Linked DNA regions of Ovis aries: region 1 is linked to region 2. The links are chromatin contacts, called in public Hi-C maps. All regions are on one chromosome and are shown on one strand. Each heading gives the region's core, a stretch centred on a gene start, on an enhancer-like site or on the middle of the called end of the contact. The rest is flanking DNA. Distances are from core to core; before and after follow the strand shown.

Region 1 (4,787 bases), core at 2,018-4,517, 48 kb after region 2:
CAAGTACGTTTGCAGTCCTTCAAGTTGACAAAATTATTGTCATTCCCTCCACAGCCAGTATAGGTGAAGGCCTCACAGGCTTTGTGTCTTGGGTTAAAATAATAGCGAGTGACATTAGCAGAACACAGCCCCTCATCTTTTGGGCTGTAGCAAAATGCTGGAGCTTAATGGAAAAGAAAATAAAATTAGAAATGCAGTAATACTGGAAATAATAAGCTGTGCTGATTACTGAAGTAAGTGAAAAAACATCTAATCCCATAGAAGCTTCTTGCTGAATCCAAAATATTATACTAAGCCATTTAAAAAGTGTGCCTTACATTTCAAACACATAGTTTGTTCATTATAAATTCTTATGGAGTAGATAGAATTTCAAGCTATATCCTTGTATCATTTGAATGTGTAAAGAAATTAAACCCCCAAATCATGTATGGTCAGGTAAAAATGAGCTGTGTTTCAAGAGAAATATGTGACATGCTTTGGCACACTCTTTTGTGTTGGTAGTTTTAATTTCAATGTTTCTATCAGCTCTCCTTCCATTATTAATCAAGAATACATATAGCTAATTCCCAGGTAGCCACTGGAACACTTACATTTACATAAACAATTTAAGAGAACACCAGCAACAAGCAACTCCTCATTAATTCAAGATTTTGCATACTCAACACAGTATAGCTACAGAGGTTTATCAGAGACCGCCAAAGCAAATTTTCCTTGTTTGTTGAACTTATCTATGTGTACATGTCTCTGCTGTGCCTACGGAAAATGCTGGACTGCCTCTACAAACACTGCCCACTACCCAAGTAACCCATCATTTTAGGGATTGCATGGGCTATGTAGGTAAAACATGGGGAGGAGAGATCAATTTGTGCTACAATATGTAATTACTAAAGAACACAGAAATCTAATGAAAAAGTTTAGAAAACTTCAGGTTTCACCAGCTTAAGTCTCTCTCTGTCTCACACTATCTCATATATATACCTGATTTCATACATGTGATTCATCAATGAACACTGTAGTGTTTTTTTTTTTATGTGCAAGTTAAATAGATGAGAAATAGTTCTAAAGAAACAATGCAAAAGAGGAAGTAAAAGCTTGAATCAGAGCTTCGTCACTTTCCAGCCCTGAGAACTTGGCAAGTTATTAAACTTCTAGCTCGCACTCTCACAAATTCATGCAAACCAGCTTAATTTCGTATCAATTATTAATGTTTTCACCCTAAAGTCTAAATAAAGAAATGAAGTACAGACACCACAAAGAGAGTATTTACCTCTCTTTGGCGCACAGAAGTCCATACACGAAGCTTTATCTGGGAACCGGTTCTCATCGCTGTGACACCCGCCAGATATGAACTTTTCACAGGTCATAGAACTTAGATTGAAGAAATACTGTTCTCTGAGCTCCCCACACTGCTTCTTATTCACTTTTAACCGGCAAATTTTGGGAACTTCTAGGAAAACGAGGGCATAAAACAATGTTAGTCAAAAATCAGCCTTCTTACTCTTCCTTTAAAACTTAACTGTATTTTCAGAAGCCACTGGTGGTGGCCAGGGGTAGAGTGGTGATGGGGGTGGGAGGCATGATATTTAGCGCTGGGCTAGTAAACGCCCAAAAGATTGCCCATTAGTCCAGCAACAACAAGATTTTGTATCCTTGGGTCCAGCATTCCGCAGATGCAACCAACCCAGAGAGAAAATATTCAGGAAAAAATAATTCCTGAAAGTTCATTAAAAAAAACACACAAAAAAACAAAGTTTGAATTTGTCCTATGCTGGTAGGGAGTCTAGAGATAAATTAAAGTATAAGGGAGAATATGCACAGGTTATATGCAAATGCTGTGGATTTTGGCATCAGAGAGTTGGGGTCTTGGAACCAGTCACCACAGACACTGAGAGACAACTCTATTCAGCTTTTGATTTTTTTAACAGTGTCTCCAGACCCGATACAGCTGTGATAAATTTTTCATGCTTACTGGAAAGATTCTTCTCTCAGAGTGTTCTGATTGTTTCAATGTATGAAATTAATCAAACTTATTCATAGGAATACACATTTTTCCCTGGCTCAGTTCCTTTAACAGCTGAGCCCCGTGTTCTATTACAGGCCTTCACAGAGACAGTAAACATAATTAAAATTGCAAACAGCATTGTGAATCTCTCTATTTTTTATATCTCTATACCAACCCAAGATCTCTTTGGGTATCAAGGGATAAAAGTAAGGTTATAATTAGCTAAATTCAGACGTTAATAACAAAATCCACTGAAAGTATTTCAGATCGCTACACAGTGGACAAGAGGAAAATGCCCTCTCAAGAAGGCATAAAAACCATAGGTTTAGAACTAATGATAAATACAGACAGGCACTTATGTTGCACCTAATACATGACACTCTTGCATCCTTAAGCCTTAGGTGAAATCTTTCCGGAGTCTGCACACACACTGAATTATGATAAATGCCAGTTAAGGGACAGGAAATGTTTGTCGTTGGAAGTTTCATGATCACTTTTAGTCAACTGAAAAGCAATAAGCCAAACAGGATCCGAGAAAATCAAGGATGAAACTTACTATGGGATGTGAAAAATAAGCTCATTTCCCACTTAGCCCTTCTCTGCCGCAGTACTGGAGTTCTGGGAGTGGGAGCGAGCACTTACTCTCAATCTTCCAGCATGCTTCGTTGCAGGCCTCCAAAGTTTCAAAATTGTTGGCATTGCCCTCGCAGCCTCCGTACATGAATTCGCGGCAGCTCTGCGTGTACCTGTCGTAGTAGTAACTGGGGATCCGCGCCCGGCAGGGCCCGTCGTCCAGGGGCAGGAGGCAGATTTCCGCGTTATTTCCTACAGGAGGGGTAGGAGAACCAGAGGCAGAGGAGGAGGTCAGCCGCATCTCGGTGGAGGGAGGGCTTCCCCCAGGGTGGTGGGGGTGGGGAGGTTTGTCCCAGCAGCTTCCCAGCCCAGCAGAAGGGCCTTACAGAGACAGGAAGTGCAAACTTGCGGTGCACGACAGGAATTAGGGGGAAGGAGGGCGCAGAGAGCGGGTGCAGGGGTCCGCGGAACTCCTGCCGCCTGGCCAGGGCGAAAAGGGGTCCCCTGAGCGCGGGTTGGTGGGGTACCTGGCGGCGCCTGCGGGGCATCACCCAGCGCAGTTCCCACGAGGAGCAGCGACAGAAGCATCAGCCAGAGGGGGCGAACCGAGTCCATGGTGTCCGGATTCAGACGGTGCCGGCGAGAGGAGCGGAGGAGGGTGCACAGCGTCCAGCCTCCAAGCGGTCTGGATTCCAGCGCGGTGGGTGCCGCTGCTTTTGTAGGGTTAGCGGCCCTCAGAGACGGGACAGGGCGGAGCGCGCCTTCGTGGAGCCTGGAGGGGAGGCTGATTCATGCCCCGTGAGCTCTGTGACCCGGCCGCCTCCCTGCGCTGGAAAGTGTGTGCGGGGGAGAGGAATTCCCCGCCAAGCTGAACCTGGCCCCAAACTTTCTCCCGTGGCTCTTCGGGGATGACCCAGATGAAGCATTGTGTCAGAGATGGGAAGTCGACAAGCTTGAGGGAAATGACCTGGGTGTGATTGCACAAGGTTCCAGCTTGCAGCATCACGCCGAGGCCTGAATCCACACTTTGAAAGCACAAAGTCTGTGTCTTTGGCAGGTAGAAAGTGTGAAACTCCTAGGGCCCAAGGAAGCGGGGCTTATTACATTAGATCCTTTCATTAGATTAGAAATGTAAGCATATGCGTATCTATTTACCTTTAGACATAGATATGGGCTTCCCTGGCGGCTCAGATGGTAAAGAATCTCCCTGCAGTGAGGAGTCCCAGGTTCAATCCCTGGGTAGGGAAGATCCCTTGGAGGAGGGAATAGCAACCCACTCTATTCTTGCCTGGAGAATTCCATGGACAAAGGAGCCTGGCAGGCTTCAGTCTGAGCGACTAACACTTTCAACCACATATTTCAGTAGAGGTCTGATTTACATTTCATGGGCTCATAATATGTCCAAGTGTATAGCTGGGTCAATTTTGGCAATTATATATTCCTTTGTAATCACCACTCCAATCCAGAATTAGAACATTGTCATCACCCCAGAACATTCTCTTATACCCTTTCCCAGTCCATCCTTCAACCTGAGGCCAGGGACAATAGCTCTTCTGATCAGCATAAATTAGATTTCCCTGTTCTAAATCTCATGCAAACAGAATCATAAAATCTGTACTGTTTTGTACTTCACTTTACTGGTTTTAAGACACACTTATGCTGCTGTAGGGGCTTTCCCTCGTGGCTCAAATGGTAAAGAATCTGCCTGCAATGTGGGAGATGCAGGTTCAATCCCTGGATTGGGAAGATCCCCTAGAGAAGGGAATGGCAACCCACTCCAGTATTCTTGCCTGGAGAACCCCACGGACAGAGGAGCCTGGCGAGTCACAGTCCATGGGGTCCCAAAGAGTCGGACACGACTGAGCGACTAACACACACACTCACATGCTGTCTTAGAGTGTGTTCCTTGTAAATGTTGAGTAGTCTTGCAATGTATGAGTATACAGTGAATGTCCTATTACTGGACATTTGTATTATTTCTAGTTTGGGGCTACTGCTATGAATAAAGCTGCTTTGTGTATGCAAACAACTTTTATTACTCTCAAGTAAAATATTTTAAAATGTTAGAAACTGCCAATCAGTTTTCCAAAATGATTCTCCACCCCTATCAGCCGTGTTTTTGAGTCATAACTGTGTTTTTGGACCCGAAACAGGAAAATCCAAAGAGCAGTAGCCTTGGGGGATGTGGCGAGTAGGTCCTGAAGCTTTGACC
Region 2 (5,260 bases), core at 1,299-3,798:
TGAGCGACTAACACCGGAACGTAATATCCAAAGCAACCATTTAAAAAAATGTTCCAAATAGTATAAAAATCAAACGGAAATTCTAAAAAATGTTCAAGTAACCCTTAGAAAAGCAGGGGGGGAAAAATCTCATACACACAGCCTGAATAAGCAGAAACAAAAACGTAAACAAAAATTTAAATGGTAGACTCAACTACTAATACAAATAGTATATAAATAATTATGTATTTTAAAAGTCTAAATAACCAAATTAAAAGACAAAGATTGTCAGAGTGGATTATATACCTTGCTAATTGGAGTGCAAAATAGCACAGTCACTCTGCCAAAATAGCGTATCAGTTTCTTAAAAAGAAAACAAGAACAAGCAAATACACACACACAAAACACCTAGGTATGCAATTACTATTAGTCCCAGCAAATTCACTTCTGGGCATTAATTTCAGACAAATCAAGATTTATGTTCACACAAAAAAGACCTGTATGAAAATTGGAAACCATACTGGAAACCACCCAGATGTCCTTCTGTAGGTGAATGGTTAAACAGATAGTGGTACATCTGTAAAATGAAACACTACTCAGCAGTTAGGAAAACAAAACAAAACAAAACAAAACTACTGATACATTAAAAAACCTGGATTAATCTTCAGAAAATATGCTCAGTAAGAAAAAAGCAGTCCTCAGAATTTAGACTACATAATTGCATACATAAAACATTCTTAAAATGACAAAATTATAAAAGAGAAAATTAGTGGTTGTCAATCATCTCTCTAATGGCAGAAAGTGAAGAGGAACTAAAGAGCCCCTTGATGAGGGTGAAAGCGGAGAGTGAAAAAGCTAACTTAAAACTCGACATTCAAAAGACAAATATCATGGCATCTGGTCCCCATCACTTCGTGGCAAAGAGAGGGGGAAACAGTGAAAACGTGACAGATTTATTTTCTTGGTCTCTAAAATCACTGGGGATGATGACTTCAGCCATGAAATTAAAAGACACCTGCTCCTTGGAAAGGAAGCTATGACAAACCTAGACAGCATATTAAAAAGCAGAGACATCACTTTACCAACAAAGGTTCATGTAGTCAAAGCTATGATTTTTCCAGTAGTCATGCACAGATGTGAGAATTGGACCACAAAGAAGGCTGAGCATCAAAGAATTGATGCTTTCAAACTGTGGTGTTGGAGAATACTCTTGAGAGTCCCTTGGACTGCAAGGAGATCAAACCAGTAACCCTAAAGGAGATAACCCTGAATATTCATTGGAAGGACTGATGATGAAGTTGAAGCTCCAGTACTTTGGCCATCTGATGTGAAGAGCTGATTCATTGGAAAAGACCCTGATGCTGGGAAAGACCAAAGGAGAAGGGGGCAGCAGAGGTTGAGATGGTTAGATACCATCACTGACTCAACGAACATGAATTTGAGCAAGTTCCGGCAGTGAGTGAAGGACAGGGAAGCCTGACCTGCAGTCCATGGGGTCCCAAAGTGTTGGACACAACTTAACAACTGAACATGAACAGTGATTAAAGCAGGAGTAAGGGTATAGGTATAAACTGACAAAATGAGAGATCTTTGTGGTGATGAAAACATCATGTACCTTGACCATATCAATGTTAATACTCTGGTGATACAGAGTATCACTACAGTTTTACAAGTATTATCTTTTTTAATTTTTGAAGCCTGATAGATAAGAAGTAATATCTCAGTACATTTAAAATTCTTATTTCTTTATATGTGGAGCTATGTAATATTTCATATGCCTGATAATTGAAAAAAATAATTTCTTCTTGTGGGCTGTATTTATATCGTTTGCCCATTTTCTTAAGGAATTGTCAGTTTTTTTCTCCCTTGATTTTATAGAAGCTTTTGGTACATTATAAAAATGAAATATCTTTTTCTTAACTGTTAATTTGTCCTTTGAGTTTGCTTATGTAATTTTTGTTTTGTTTTTCACACTGAAAAATTTTAATGTAGTCAAAATTATCCATCATTTCTCTCATTTTACATATTGAGTAATGATTAAAAGGGCTTCCCTAGTGGCTTAGTGGTAAAGAATTCGCCTGCCAATGCAGGAGACATCCCTGGGTCAGGAATTGTCCCCTGGAGAAGGAAATGGCAACCCACTCCAATATTCTTGCCATGGACAGAGGAACCTGGTGGGCTACAGTCTATGGTGGTGCAAGAGTTGGACAGGATTTAGTGACTAAACAACAATAAGTGATTAGAAAATATTTCCCTTACTCAAGTTACAAAAGAATCCATCTGTATTTCCTTTTATTGTAAGTGCGATTTTTATTGTATCATATATGGAACTGTGATCAGTTGTGGAATTTATTCTCATCTGGGAGTGAGGTACAGATATGATTTTACCTTTTTTCAAATGACTAACCAATTATACTAATACTTAACAGGCAACCCCTGTTTTCATGGTTCAAATATGCATAGATTTCAGTTACCATGGTTTAGTTAAACAACATTGTTCCTCGGTAACATAGCTCAAATTTCAGTTACCACAGTATATTAACTGTGAATAATTACACAGAGTAAGAACTTTGCTGCTCCCTCTCCCATTGAAAAATCACTACATAAACAACAGATGCACATTTTTGGTCAGTGACAAACCATGTTACTTCTTTAAAGGCCTGTTGGTAATTGGTCACTGTACATCAGCTCATGCACAGACAGTGAGGCATGTAGTCACATGCTTTCTTGTCTCCCAGTGATAAATCCATGTGACATTTTATAAAAATAGATAATTAAGAGAATGTGTAGTGAAGAAATAAAAAAAAATAATGTTGAAGTAAATTTGAATCAAACACAAATGGAATTACTAAAAAAAAAAAATTAGCTGACTTTGGGAACAGTGACATTTCTACCATTTGAGAAACTCTACATGTGCAGCCAAAAGTACTTGATAACGTAAGTGAAGAATGTGGTTGCAATGAAAAAGATGACAATGTCCTAGCAAAAAGAAAAAAAAATCACATTGGAACTCTCAGAGATATTTCATAACATTGAAAGAGCAAAGATAAGGTTTTGGAAGCCCATTTACTCTATGACTAGACACAAATGATTATATTGAGAATGTTTTCCTGAAGAAGACAAAAGAAGTCTTTTATTTTTGTATTGGCCAAGAGCTAATATTAAAAATTGTCTTTGGATGACGCTAAGAGCTCACTTCGGAGAAGGCGATGGCACCCCACTCCAGTGTTCTTGCCTGGAAAATCCCATGGACGGGGGAGCCTGGTGGGCTGCAGTCCATGGGGTCGCACAGAGTCGGACACGACTGAAGCGACTTAGCAGCAGCAGCAGCAGCAAGAGCTCACTTGATGCGTTAGATAGCCTAAGGATTAAATTGACCACATGTGAAAGGATTCTAGTCCTTTATCTGTGGAGACATAGTCTAGGCTCAATTGAGGCTCAATAATATATGAATAAATAACTTATTTTAAATTAACTAAAAAGAGCCTGGTGAGGTTAATTTTTCATTTCTTTAAAGTCTGCCCCTTTTCACTCAGGACAGTTTTGACGTCTTATATTTTATTACTTCAAACTTAATAGAAATGTTTTTTGCTCAGAACTAAAATGCCTAGTTCCTAGTACTCTTTTCTTGGAAACTTTTTTTTTTTTTTTGAGAAAATATAACATCTGCAATGCTAATCATCAAAACTCCAACTTACAAGGAAATGGCATATATCTCAAAGGACAAGTTGAGAAATAAACCCCCAGAGAATATTATGGTTAGTGGGAATAGGAGGCCTGGGAAGAAATACATTTGCTTTCAAAACAAAATGGGTTTCTATTCAGATTAAAGATTTGCATTTTTCCACAATCCTTACTAAGTTAATAATCCTGCAAAACCAAGGCTGAAATAACAGTAAGAGTTTATTTTGGCTTGAACACTCAGATTTTTCTGAGATCCCAACTGCACTAGGCCTCACCCTAGCAGGTTTGTGTCCATCCACTCAGATGAAGGGATATTCCCAAATAGGAGTAAAACATCTTTTTCCCATCATACCATAGTAAATGTATGATATTATCAGTGGCTTCTGTATTTACCTAAATTTGAGGTTACATTATATTTTTGTTATTCTATTGGACTTCAATCGATTCTTCATAATTTTCAGATATGTTTTGGAAATGCTCATTTTGAGAATTGACTTCTTCCTTTTTATTTTTATATGTGGGCATGGTATTGATTCAATCAGAAAATTAATTTGGTGTACTCAAAGGAAATAGTACTATGTGTCTACAGAGTCACCCTAAGAATTTCAATACTGAGGATTTTGCTCCAAATATTATACAGGTCAGCTTTCCAAGTGACTAAAGAACACCTAAGAACTAAGTCAAGGGATTATCTTAATTGCCTGGATACTGAAGCCCCTACCAGTTAGAATAAAGCAGATGTTTGAGGGGGTTGAAGCAGGCATGGAAAGAAACTGCATTTCAACCTCGTGAGCCATGCAAACCAGGGGAATGATTTCTCCCAAATGGTCATCTTAGGGATGACATGCAAACGCAAGAAAGTTTGCCAGACAGCTGTTCCTGAGAGCTAACTTTTATTTTACTGTTTCCTATTTTTGTTTTGTGGGAAGATCTTCTAGACAGCCAAATATTTGTGCTGGAATTATTTTCTTGTCCTACTTCTGCCAGACACAAAAGCCAAGAAAACATTTAATTTGTTTTTTTCCACAGGAGCCATATATAGATGGCTAAATGGCCACGCTGAAGAACAAAAGCAAAAAAACAATTAGCTTGTGGGATACAGGAATGATAGAGAGAGGGAGAAAGTAAGAAACAATAAAATAAATATTTGCTTCATGTAAATAATCTTATTTCATATGAAGACAAAGTTAAATATTCAGATTTTTTCCAACCTTCTTAATAGTTTCAGGTGGCCACCTTTGCAAGGAAAAAAAGAAAAGATCTATATATGTATCTGTATCTATCTATCTTCCTTACTTTGTTCTTCAAAAATAGGAATTTTAGATTGAGACGGCAGAAAATATAACCATGTGTTAGTAAACACACACACACACAAGTGTCAAGGAGGAATAAATTTTCCTTTACCCTTCTAGGTTATTCTGGCTGTTCTAAGAATTAAATTGGCATGAGGAAGATTAATAGGAGAAAAGCCAAACAAAAGTTTAGTAACTTGTACACATGGAAGAGTCCCGAGAGAACCGAATAGCTTGCCAAAATGACTGAAGCCCTGACCTTCAGTACCATCTTCAGCTAAAGACAAAAGAGGATGTTAGGGGTA

The links. A called contact is a pair of places that touch in the nucleus more often than the background predicts.
Region 1: a Hi-C map of skin fibroblasts shows a contact between it and region 2, with 1.7 times the contacts expected there. The contact joins the promoter of TFPI2 here to the enhancer-like site in region 2. A contact is called at or near these places in 2 of 16 Hi-C or Micro-C datasets (skin fibroblasts and tail adipose tissue).

What each region holds. Positions count from the first base shown.
Region 1 is chr4:11,981,044-11,985,830 of ARS-UI_Ramb_v3.0, forward strand. TFPI2 (tissue factor pathway inhibitor 2) reads right to left here and starts at 3,268. Exons shown (of 5, transcript XM_004007722.5): 1 at 3,103-3,268; 2 at 2,645-2,827; 3 at 1,268-1,447; 4 at 1-163. The coding sequence starts at 3,190. GNGT1 (G protein subunit gamma transducin 1) reads left to right here and starts at 2,751. Exons shown (of 4, transcript XM_060414461.1): 1 at 2,751-2,865.
Region 2 is chr4:11,933,338-11,938,597 of ARS-UI_Ramb_v3.0, forward strand. No RefSeq gene overlaps it. Among named protein-coding and RNA genes, the nearest start is that of GNGT1, 48 kb to the right of the region's middle. Within about 2 kb of position 2,549, at least 2 of the 54 cell types and tissues checked have an H3K27ac peak or open chromatin away from gene starts, as enhancers often do.